Linked DNA regions of Mus musculus: regions 1 and 3 are each linked to region 2. A link is a contact called in public HiChIP or PLAC-seq data. All regions are on one chromosome and are shown on one strand. The core of a region is the stretch at or near the end of the contact, and the rest is flanking DNA. Distances in the headings are between cores, read along the strand shown. Region 1 overlaps Stard13 (StAR-related lipid transfer (START) domain containing 13). Region 2 overlaps Pds5b (PDS5 cohesin associated factor B). Region 3 overlaps Stard13 (StAR-related lipid transfer (START) domain containing 13).

Evidence for each region. HiChIP or PLAC-seq counts read pairs in DNA pulled down with a chosen protein or histone mark.
Region 1: a contact with region 2 is called in a FOXA1 HiChIP or PLAC-seq map of pancreatic cancer cells. The contact joins two enhancer-like sites. A contact is called at or near these places in 1 of 484 Hi-C or Micro-C datasets (cerebral cortex) and 1 of 115 datasets of contacts at active chromatin or transcription factors (pancreatic cancer cells).
Region 3: an HNF4G HiChIP or PLAC-seq map of pancreatic cancer cells shows a contact between it and region 2. The contact joins two enhancer-like sites. A contact is called at or near these places in 1 of 484 Hi-C or Micro-C datasets (nephron progenitors) and 1 of 115 datasets of contacts at active chromatin or transcription factors (pancreatic cancer cells).

The regions. Positions count from the first base shown.
Region 1 is chr5:151,111,509-151,114,208 of GRCm38.p6, forward strand. The region is part of intron 1 of Stard13 (StAR-related lipid transfer (START) domain containing 13); the gene reads right to left. Among named protein-coding and RNA genes, the nearest start is that of Stard13, 77 kb to the right of the region's middle. Within about 2 kb of position 1,388, at least 56 of the 459 cell types and tissues checked have an H3K27ac peak or open chromatin away from gene starts, as enhancers often do. A contact at or near this core is called in pancreatic cancer cells, where this site is marked.
Region 2 is chr5:150,705,164-150,708,095 of GRCm38.p6, forward strand. All of the region lies in intron 1 of Pds5b (PDS5 cohesin associated factor B), which reads left to right. It also overlaps the pseudogene Gm24630. Among named protein-coding and RNA genes, the nearest start is that of Pds5b, 33 kb to the left of the region's middle. Within about 2 kb of position 1,653, at least 27 of the 459 cell types and tissues checked have an H3K27ac peak or open chromatin away from gene starts, as enhancers often do. A contact at or near this core is called in pancreatic cancer cells, where this site is marked.
Region 3 is chr5:151,141,132-151,143,957 of GRCm38.p6, forward strand. The region is part of intron 1 of Stard13 (StAR-related lipid transfer (START) domain containing 13); the gene reads right to left. Among named protein-coding and RNA genes, the nearest start is that of Stard13, 48 kb to the right of the region's middle. Within about 2 kb of position 1,375, at least 151 of the 459 cell types and tissues checked have an H3K27ac peak or open chromatin away from gene starts, as enhancers often do. A contact at or near this core is called in pancreatic cancer cells, where this site is marked.

The sequences.
Region 1 (2,700 bases), core at 138-2,637, 410 kb after region 2:
TACTTAAGGCAATATCAGGTACTAAATATTTAGGCATTGTTTAGATGCTTTTAAAGTCAGAACCTCTGCCGTCCTTCTGGAGTTGAACCCTCCTGGTTTCAGGATGCTGGCTGCTCTGCTCACCCTGGTTTGGCCTATGCTCGGTGCCCTGGGGTTTGGCAAGTGAGAAGTAGGCAAGTGACAAACCTGACTGAAACCAGCCTTTTAATGTTATTGTAAAAATGGCAGACCGCACCTGACCCTAGATTTTTTTTTTTTCTTTTTTGTTATTTTAGAATCTGGCTTCCCAGTGCTCCTTAGGATGAAAACAAGCTTCCTGTTGTGTAAGCTATACTGTGATATGTGAAGCTAAGGAATTCCTCTTTGGCTAAAGTTCTATCCTGGGCAGTGAGTCCCAGCTTGGGATTTTTTTTTTTTAATAACCAGAATGCGGTTTGCATAAAATGTATTACAAAGATGAACTATGAAAGCCAAAAGGCCAATGTTTTTAAGCATGCAGCTCTTGGCCACCGTGATGGACTAGCGGTGAAGGACGTGGGTCTGGGATGGTCCTGCTATGCTTGATATAACCATGCAGAAAGAAGTGTTTAATCAAAGCAAAAGCAGAAGCAAAACCTTCAGTTTCATTCCGATGCTCTGCATTACGCAAATTTCAAATAAAAAAAAAAAAAAGCTTTGGAAATTTGTAAACAATTTGCAAGGTATATTTGATCACATCATGAATTGCTCCTAAAGCAAAAATAGGTCAGAAATTATATCCACCTTTTCATCTTTTTAAGTGTTCGTTTCTTGGGAAAGCTTTGGTGATACAGCTGCTAAAGGTCACAAGAAGAGTGACTTTAAGATGATTTAAATCTACTTTTTAAAAATGATTTTATTGCTCGCAGTCTATAGTTTATAAGGTCAGAAGATGAAGGGGAACAAGACCTTCTAGAGTGCAGGGCTTTGATAAGGCAGGTTATTATTTCAGGGGTGAGTTGAGAGGGGTCTAATGAAGTGACTCCAAAGAGCAGCTTGCCAGCTGTGTGACTGTCTGCAAAACCTGACCCTTCCCAACATCGAGCCTTACCGGGAAGAGGAAGGCGCTCCGAAAGTCTTTGCAGAGGGCTGAGAATCTTGTGATTTGGGAAATGAAACTCTGATGTAGTACATATAATCAGAGACACCCATGCCACTGGGATAATGTCACAGACTCCAGAGAAGATAAGCCTTGTCCTTCTGTCATGGCTGCCTGAGGGTAGACAATGGCCACACCTACGCCAACTAGATGAAGGAAAACCCCCCGAGAGTGCCAGGGAATAGCATGGAATGCTGAGGTTTATCTGACTCTTGCATTGCTCGGAAAGCTTTGTTGATGAGCCTTGATCCCAGCGGTTGACATGACTTCATAGTGTGGTCTCTGACATAGCAGGCTAAGAATCTCCACAAAACCGCAGGCTCAGCTGCTGCCTCTTGGTCCCTAGGGCCAGCTCCGATGCATTCTTTCTCAATTTGGGGATGAAGTGTAACATTTCTAATTGCTCCCTGTTTTGTGATCCAGTTCTAACAGAAGCAAGCATAAAGGCATGATGCCGGAACGTGGGCCCTGAGTAAAGTCGTGTCTTTAAAGGTCATTCTGTTACTCTAAGACAGACCTTAGGGTGTCTAGGTAAGTAAATAGCCTTGGACAAATCAGCCATGCAAACAGGCCTAGGTGCTTGTGGCCTTGGCTGGCTTTCTCTGAAGTTGACTTGCAGGCATCTGTGACCCCCATTATCTGTTTATTCTGTTCCCACTGCACTTGACCAATGGCAGGCACACAGGGCTACACTGCACCTGAGTTGTCTCAGAAAAGGAAAAAGTTTTACAGCACGCAAAGGTACTTTATGGTTCGACCGGATATAAACACTTACAATAATTGTGGTAGTTACTAAACAGGGAATAGGCTATTTGGGAGCTAACAATATATCCTGACAACATAATGTTCTCTCTTCCTTTATTTGTTGAGATGTTGCCCTTTTCCAAAAAGGCATATTCTGGAATGTCCTCTTTAACATACTCCATTTGAGAAAGGTTTATAAGGCTCACAAAGTTTCTGTGATTATTCTTTTAAACAAAAATTTCTTCCTATAAACTGTTCAAATATTCTGCTAAAAGAAATCTATGTGGCTACTGTTGGTATTTCAGTTGTGGCATGATGCCCAACATATTATGTAGAATGCTCATTTAACCACCTCCATCAGGAGGAGGAAGAGACCAAGGATCAGGGAGGTTAAAAGAGGCGACCTAGGTCTTGCATTAGGATGTTGATACTTGAAACAAGTATTTTTTGTTTCCAGTCTTTGTCTATAACTATGAACTTTTCCAAATTCTTCTGAAGGAGCTAGACTGTACATAACAGATAAAAATACAGAAAAGTTTCTAATATAACTTCTATATGTATACACATACACACATATGCATTAATGCATTAACTGGTAATTAAATCACATAGAATAAGATGTGGAGAAAGGACATCTATAAGGAAGGGTTTACCAAACTCTGCTAAAAATAGAACTTCTTGTTGGCAAAAATGAGGAGAGAAAGTAGAATCACTAAGCAACATTTTCCAAAGGTCGTGGCAGGTTCCCAGAAGGCGCTACAGGAGACCACTGGGTTTCCTGTTGGACTGACATCCCTAAAAGATTTATAGAGGTGAGGGCAGGGAACATTTGATGACCA
Region 2 (2,932 bases), core at 403-2,902:
GGGTTGGAGATGCTGCTGCTCAATTAGATGAATTAAATTCAGTCGGTTTAATTGGGCCCTGAGATAACAAGGGCCAGGTGGCAGCATTGAATTGCCAGAGACAAGGTGATCGTAGTTATTATAATGGACAGTGTAGACAAAACAATGTTTATAATGACATACCCCATAATGGTCAGCACAGGAGAGGTGAAATTTATAATGGCATGACTCCTTTGGACATTTGGTACTGGCTAATCAGTCAGTGTTTCCAGGCATAAAATAGATAGGAAGCCTACTTCATATCTGTTTGATCTGTATAAGCAGAAAAATTTCTCAAATGAAAGAAAGGCTACATTGGATCGTGGCAAAAGGCAATCTCAGCCAGTGAATCAATTCCAGATTTGAGCCAGTTTGCAGACCCAGAACCCCTTGAGTGAAGGTGTGGCCAGGTTCCTCTGAGAAAGGATCTTGATAAGATAGCTAAAAGTTTTGTTGTTAGCCTTTCCCCAATTCTTCCCCAGAGGGACCTATGGCCTTTTACAAGGGTAACTGTACACTGGGGGAAAGGAAATAATCAGACTTTCCAGGGGTCTGTTGGATACTGGTTCTGAGTTGACACTGATCCTAGGAGATCCCAAGAAACATTGTGGTCCTCCAGTTAAAGTAGGAGCTTATGGAGGACAGGTGATTAATGGAGTTTTGACTGATGTCTGACTCATAGTAGGTCAACTAGGTCCCTGAACACATCCTATGGTCATTCCCCCAGTTCCAGAATGTATTGGGATAGATATACTCTGAAATTGGCAGAATTCTCACATTGGTTCCCTGACCTGTGGAGTGAGGGCTATTATGGTTGGAAAGGCTAAATGGAAGGAAACCTTTAGAGCTGCCTCTGCCAAAGAAAATAGTGAATCAAAAACAGTATCGTATTCCTGCAGGAATTGCAGAAATTACTGCTACTATCAAGGACTTAAGATGCAGGGTTGGTGGTTCCCACCACTTGTCCCTTTAACTCTCCTATTTGGCCAGTGGAAAAGACAGATGGATCATCGAGAATGACAGTTGACTATAGAAAACTAAATCAGGTAGTAACTCCAATTGCAGCTGCTGTACCAGATGTAGTTTTGTTACTTGAGCAAATTAACACAGCTCCTTGTACTTGGTATGCAACTATTGATCTAGCAAATGCCTTCTTCTCAGTACCTGTCCATAAGGAGCACCAGAAGCAATTTGCTTTCAGTTGACAAGGCCAGCAATATACCTTCACAGTTTTGCCTCAAGGATATATTATCTCTCCTGCCCTGTGTCATAACTTAGTTAGAAGGGATCTTGTCTCTTCCACAAAATTGGTGCATTATATTGATGACATTATGCTGATTGGACCAAGTGAGCAGGAAGTAGCAACCACTTTGGACTCTTTGGTAACACATATGGGTATCAGAGAATGGGAAATAAATCCAACCAAAATTCAAGGACCATCTACCTCAGTGAAATTCTTAGGAGTCCAGAGGTATGGGGCATGCAGAGATATTCCTTCTAAGGTGAAAGATAAGTTATTTTGCCTGGCCCCTCCCACCACCAAGAAAGAAGCACAGTATTTAGTGGGTCTACTTGGATTCTGGAGACAGCACATTCCTCACTTGGGTGTGTTACTCAGGCCTATTTACCAAGTGACTCAGAAAGCTGCTAGCTTTGTGTGGGGCCTAGAACAGGAGAAGGCTCTTCAGCAGGTCCAGGCTGCTGTGCAATCTGTTCTACCACTTAAGCCATATGACCCAGCAGACCCGATGGAACTTGAGGTGTTGGTGGCAGATAGAGATGCTGTTTGGAGCCTCTGGCAGGCCCCTGTAGGTGGATCACAGAAGAGACCTTTGGGATTTTGGAGCAAAGCTCTACTACCATCATCTGCAGACAACTATTCTTCCTTTGAAAAGCAGCTCTTGGCCTGCTATTGGGCCTTAGTGGAAACTGAACGTTTGACAGTAGTACACCAAGTTACTATGCGACCTGAACTACCCATCATGAGCTGGGTGTTACCAGACCCTCCAAGTGATAAAGTAGGACATGCACAGCAGCAGTCTATTATCAAATGGAAGTGGTATATACGTGATTGGGCCCGAGCAGGTTGTGAAGGCACAAGCAAGTTACATGAAGAAGTTGCTCTAAATGCCTATGGTTTCTCCTCCTGTTACAATGCTATCTACTATCAAGCATGTGCCTATGGCCTCATGGGGTGTTCCCTATGACTGGCTGTCTGAAGAGGAGAAGACTAGGACAGGGTTTACTGATGACTCTGCACGTTATGCAGGCACCACCCAGAAGTGTACAGCTGCAGCATTACAACCCCTTTCTGGGACAACCCTGAAAGACACAGGTGAAGGGAAATCTTCATAGTGGGCAGAACTTCTAGCAGTACACATGGTATTACAATTTGTTTGGAAGAAGAAATGGCCAGATGTACGATTATTCACTGACTCATGGGCTGTAGCCAATGGATTGGCTAGATGGTCAGGGACTTGGAAAGATCACAATTGGAAAATTGGTGAGAAAACATCTGGGGAAGAAGTATGTGGATAGATCTCTCCAAGTGGGCAAAGGATGTGAAGATATTTGTGTTCCATGTTAATGCTTATCAAAAGGTGACTTCAGCTGAGGAGGAGTTCAGTAATCAAATGGATAGGATGACCCGTTCTCTAGTCAGTCAGCCTCTTCCCCAGACATCCTTGACATTGCTCAATGGGCACATGAACAAAGTGGCCATGGTGGCTGAGATGGAGGTTATATTTGGGCTCAACAACACAGACTTCCACTCACATTGCTTCCTTTCTTCACACTTTCTTTTTATTTACCTTGTGATTAGACATTGTCTTCCAAAAAACTTTTTTTTTTTTTTAAATATCCCTCCTCACGTTGATAGCACATATACTAAACTTGGAATGATACAGAAAATACT
Region 3 (2,826 bases), core at 125-2,624, 440 kb after region 2:
AACATTTGATTTGGATGGGTAAGGATATGAAGGATTTTGCTGGGTGGGTTAAGTGGTGCAAGGGTGGAGTTACTCAAGCAAAGGAAACATAAAAGCGAGGCACAGAAGCATGAAGAGGCAAGGGAGCCCTCATGGAAAATCACTGTATGTGGGGTGGGGGGTGGGGGTGGGGAGTGGGATTCAGGCGTCGGGGAAGGGTGGGGTTCTCTCTGCATAATGATTCTTCACATATTTCTTGACAAGGACTTGTGATTTTTTTTTTTTTTTTTTTTTTTTTTTTGCTTAGTTCAGGTGAAGCATTCAGACTACGAATCTATTAAAATAGCAGGTATTTCAAAGACCTCACCAACCTTGGGCAAAATGAATTCACAATGCAGTTGACTTGAAATGATAAGGTGATGTTACAATTAAATTGCTTTGATGAAATAAGACTCTTTATTGTTCTGTATGGCTGCTCTAGCGAAAGTATTTGGTAAAGTTATAACTGCATGAGGAGAAGGTGAAGGCTCAGAGGGAAGAGGCATTTGTTTCCAGGACTGGAAACTGTTAGGTTTCAAACCCTAGACAAATGGCAGAGGGGCCTACTTAACATATCAAAGGAGAGGCTTCCAGGTTCTCCCAGATAAGGGGCCATCCTGGCTGGCTGGTGTGCTCCATCCCCTGCCCTGAATTCTCCAGCCCATTGGGCTGGGCTGCCCTTCCTCCAGCTTCCCTTCGCTATATAATCTAACCATTTTGGTTACCTAGTCTCTTTTTGTACCTTTGGGCCTCCTGGCTGCTGGTTCCCCTCTCTCTCCTCTCTCTCTTCCCTTCCCCCCTCTCCTCGAATGGCTCAGGGTTATGTCTACTTTGGACCCTCCCAGATGTTCCCACCTTCTTCCATGTCAACAATGAACCATCTCCTCCACCATGCCTCACTGGAATCAGGCACATTCCTTTCCCTTTTTATTCTTTCAGAACCCACATGAGATGAACAGGGAGGAGGAGAGTTCGGACTCCTGCAAGCTACCCTCTGCCCTTCACATGCTACACTCTGTGGCACGAAGGCCCCAAAACCCATAGGCACACAAATAAAAGCCAAAATAAATATAGAGCCGGCAGAAGTTGACCACTAGGTAGTGATCTGCCAAAGGCAAACACGAATTTGATTCCGGTCACTCTTCTTCCCTTTGCCTTTAACACAAATGCAATGACTTATCCTTAATTGAAATACCAACAAAGAATGTTATTTCTGCGATTGCCTAATTCCACACCAAGGTCCAATGCATTTGAATGTGAGATTTCAACAGTTCTGCTGCATGTCCACTAGAGGCCTGTGAAGAGCTTCCCCCCCAACCCCGAGTCTCATAACCAAACCGGCCTAAACAGAAACAAATGAGAAATCTTGAGTCAATACTGATAAGAGTCAGATCAAATTTACATGTCTCCTCATGGTCAAGGTCATACACAGGAATAAAACAAACAAGATTCAGTACTCTTTCCAAACTGCATAGTACTTAGTTATAAACATTACAAAACAAGGGAAGAAAAAAAAAAGGCAGTGTTAAAAGCTAAGTTTCGAAAGGTTCAGCCACAATTCCAGAAGGCTGGCAGGCTCTGGCAAACTTTGCCTAAGCAGACGCTGGAATAGAAATTGCTTGCCTAATGAGCTTCCCGGTCCTCCAGTGCATTTTGAATTCAAAAGACATACAAGAGACAGGGCCCTGGGCCTGCGGGAAAGTAAACAGAATAGCAATCTAAGACAGATGGTCTGGAAAGGGACTTCTTAAATAGCGACAACAGGGCAGTAAACAGAGGTCAGTGAGCTACAGCCCAGGAGTGCCAAGAAGACATGGACTGAATGGTCCCTGAGGTGAAGGACAATCAATTGCAGGAGGGGACTGAGTGACCTAGACGAGGTGCTTACCATGTCTGCCAGGCGAGCACAGCTTGCTGGGCTGTGCATATGGGGGAAATTACTAGAAGAAATGAGGTGTCCTGTGACAGTCTGCAGGCAGCCTTGCTACCAGCTCCCCAAATAGGGCCTTCTCAGTGCCTCCTCGGACAAACAAGACAAAAACATCCTAAGCACCCCGTGCACAGGAGTCTCTTTGCAGAAGTGGCCTGCTTTCCACTAGGCTCAGTTAATTAGCAGGAGAGTCGGACAGAGTGGAAAGAAAGAGCCTTTTGTTTGGAGAACCTGTGAAAATATCCCCTCAGAAGCCTGTAACTTTCCCTACAGATTACCCTGGCCCTGAGGACAAGCCCCGGTGCCAGAAGGCACTGCTGTCCCCTCCACACAGCCCACATTCAAAAGGCAGTTAGTTCTCTTTGTTGTCCCCAGGGAGTCAAGCCTTAATGGGTTTACAATGTGGCAGGCTCTTTTGGAGAGTGTCTGCTGCCAGAATCAGGGCAGAGAGAACCCCAGTGAGTGCCTCAGATGTTGAGGTGACCCTGCCTGCACTCTAAGGGAAGCAGCACTCACCCCAGGCCTTGAGAACCCCTGCAAGAGCACCCTGAGAGGTCATGGGATCTGAAAGTGAATCTGCCATTATTGCGAGCAGATGGCCGAAGACCTGGAGACTTCACTCTTCAGACAGGACTGTGAGCATCAGTGTCCCCAGATCAATCCCAGGTGAGAAGAGTCACTGCTGTTGTGACATCACCCTGTGTTTCCAGTTAATCTTGCTGTCAAAGAGTGACCCCTCTTTCTCAAACCTCTCAATGTAGGCAGAGAATAGCCTGGGCACGTTCTTCTCACCTTGACTGAAAGGAGACCTGGATGTGGCCCATCTAGGGAAGCTGCTTGAAAGACTCTATGGCAATCCCCACCAGCCTAAGCTCTGC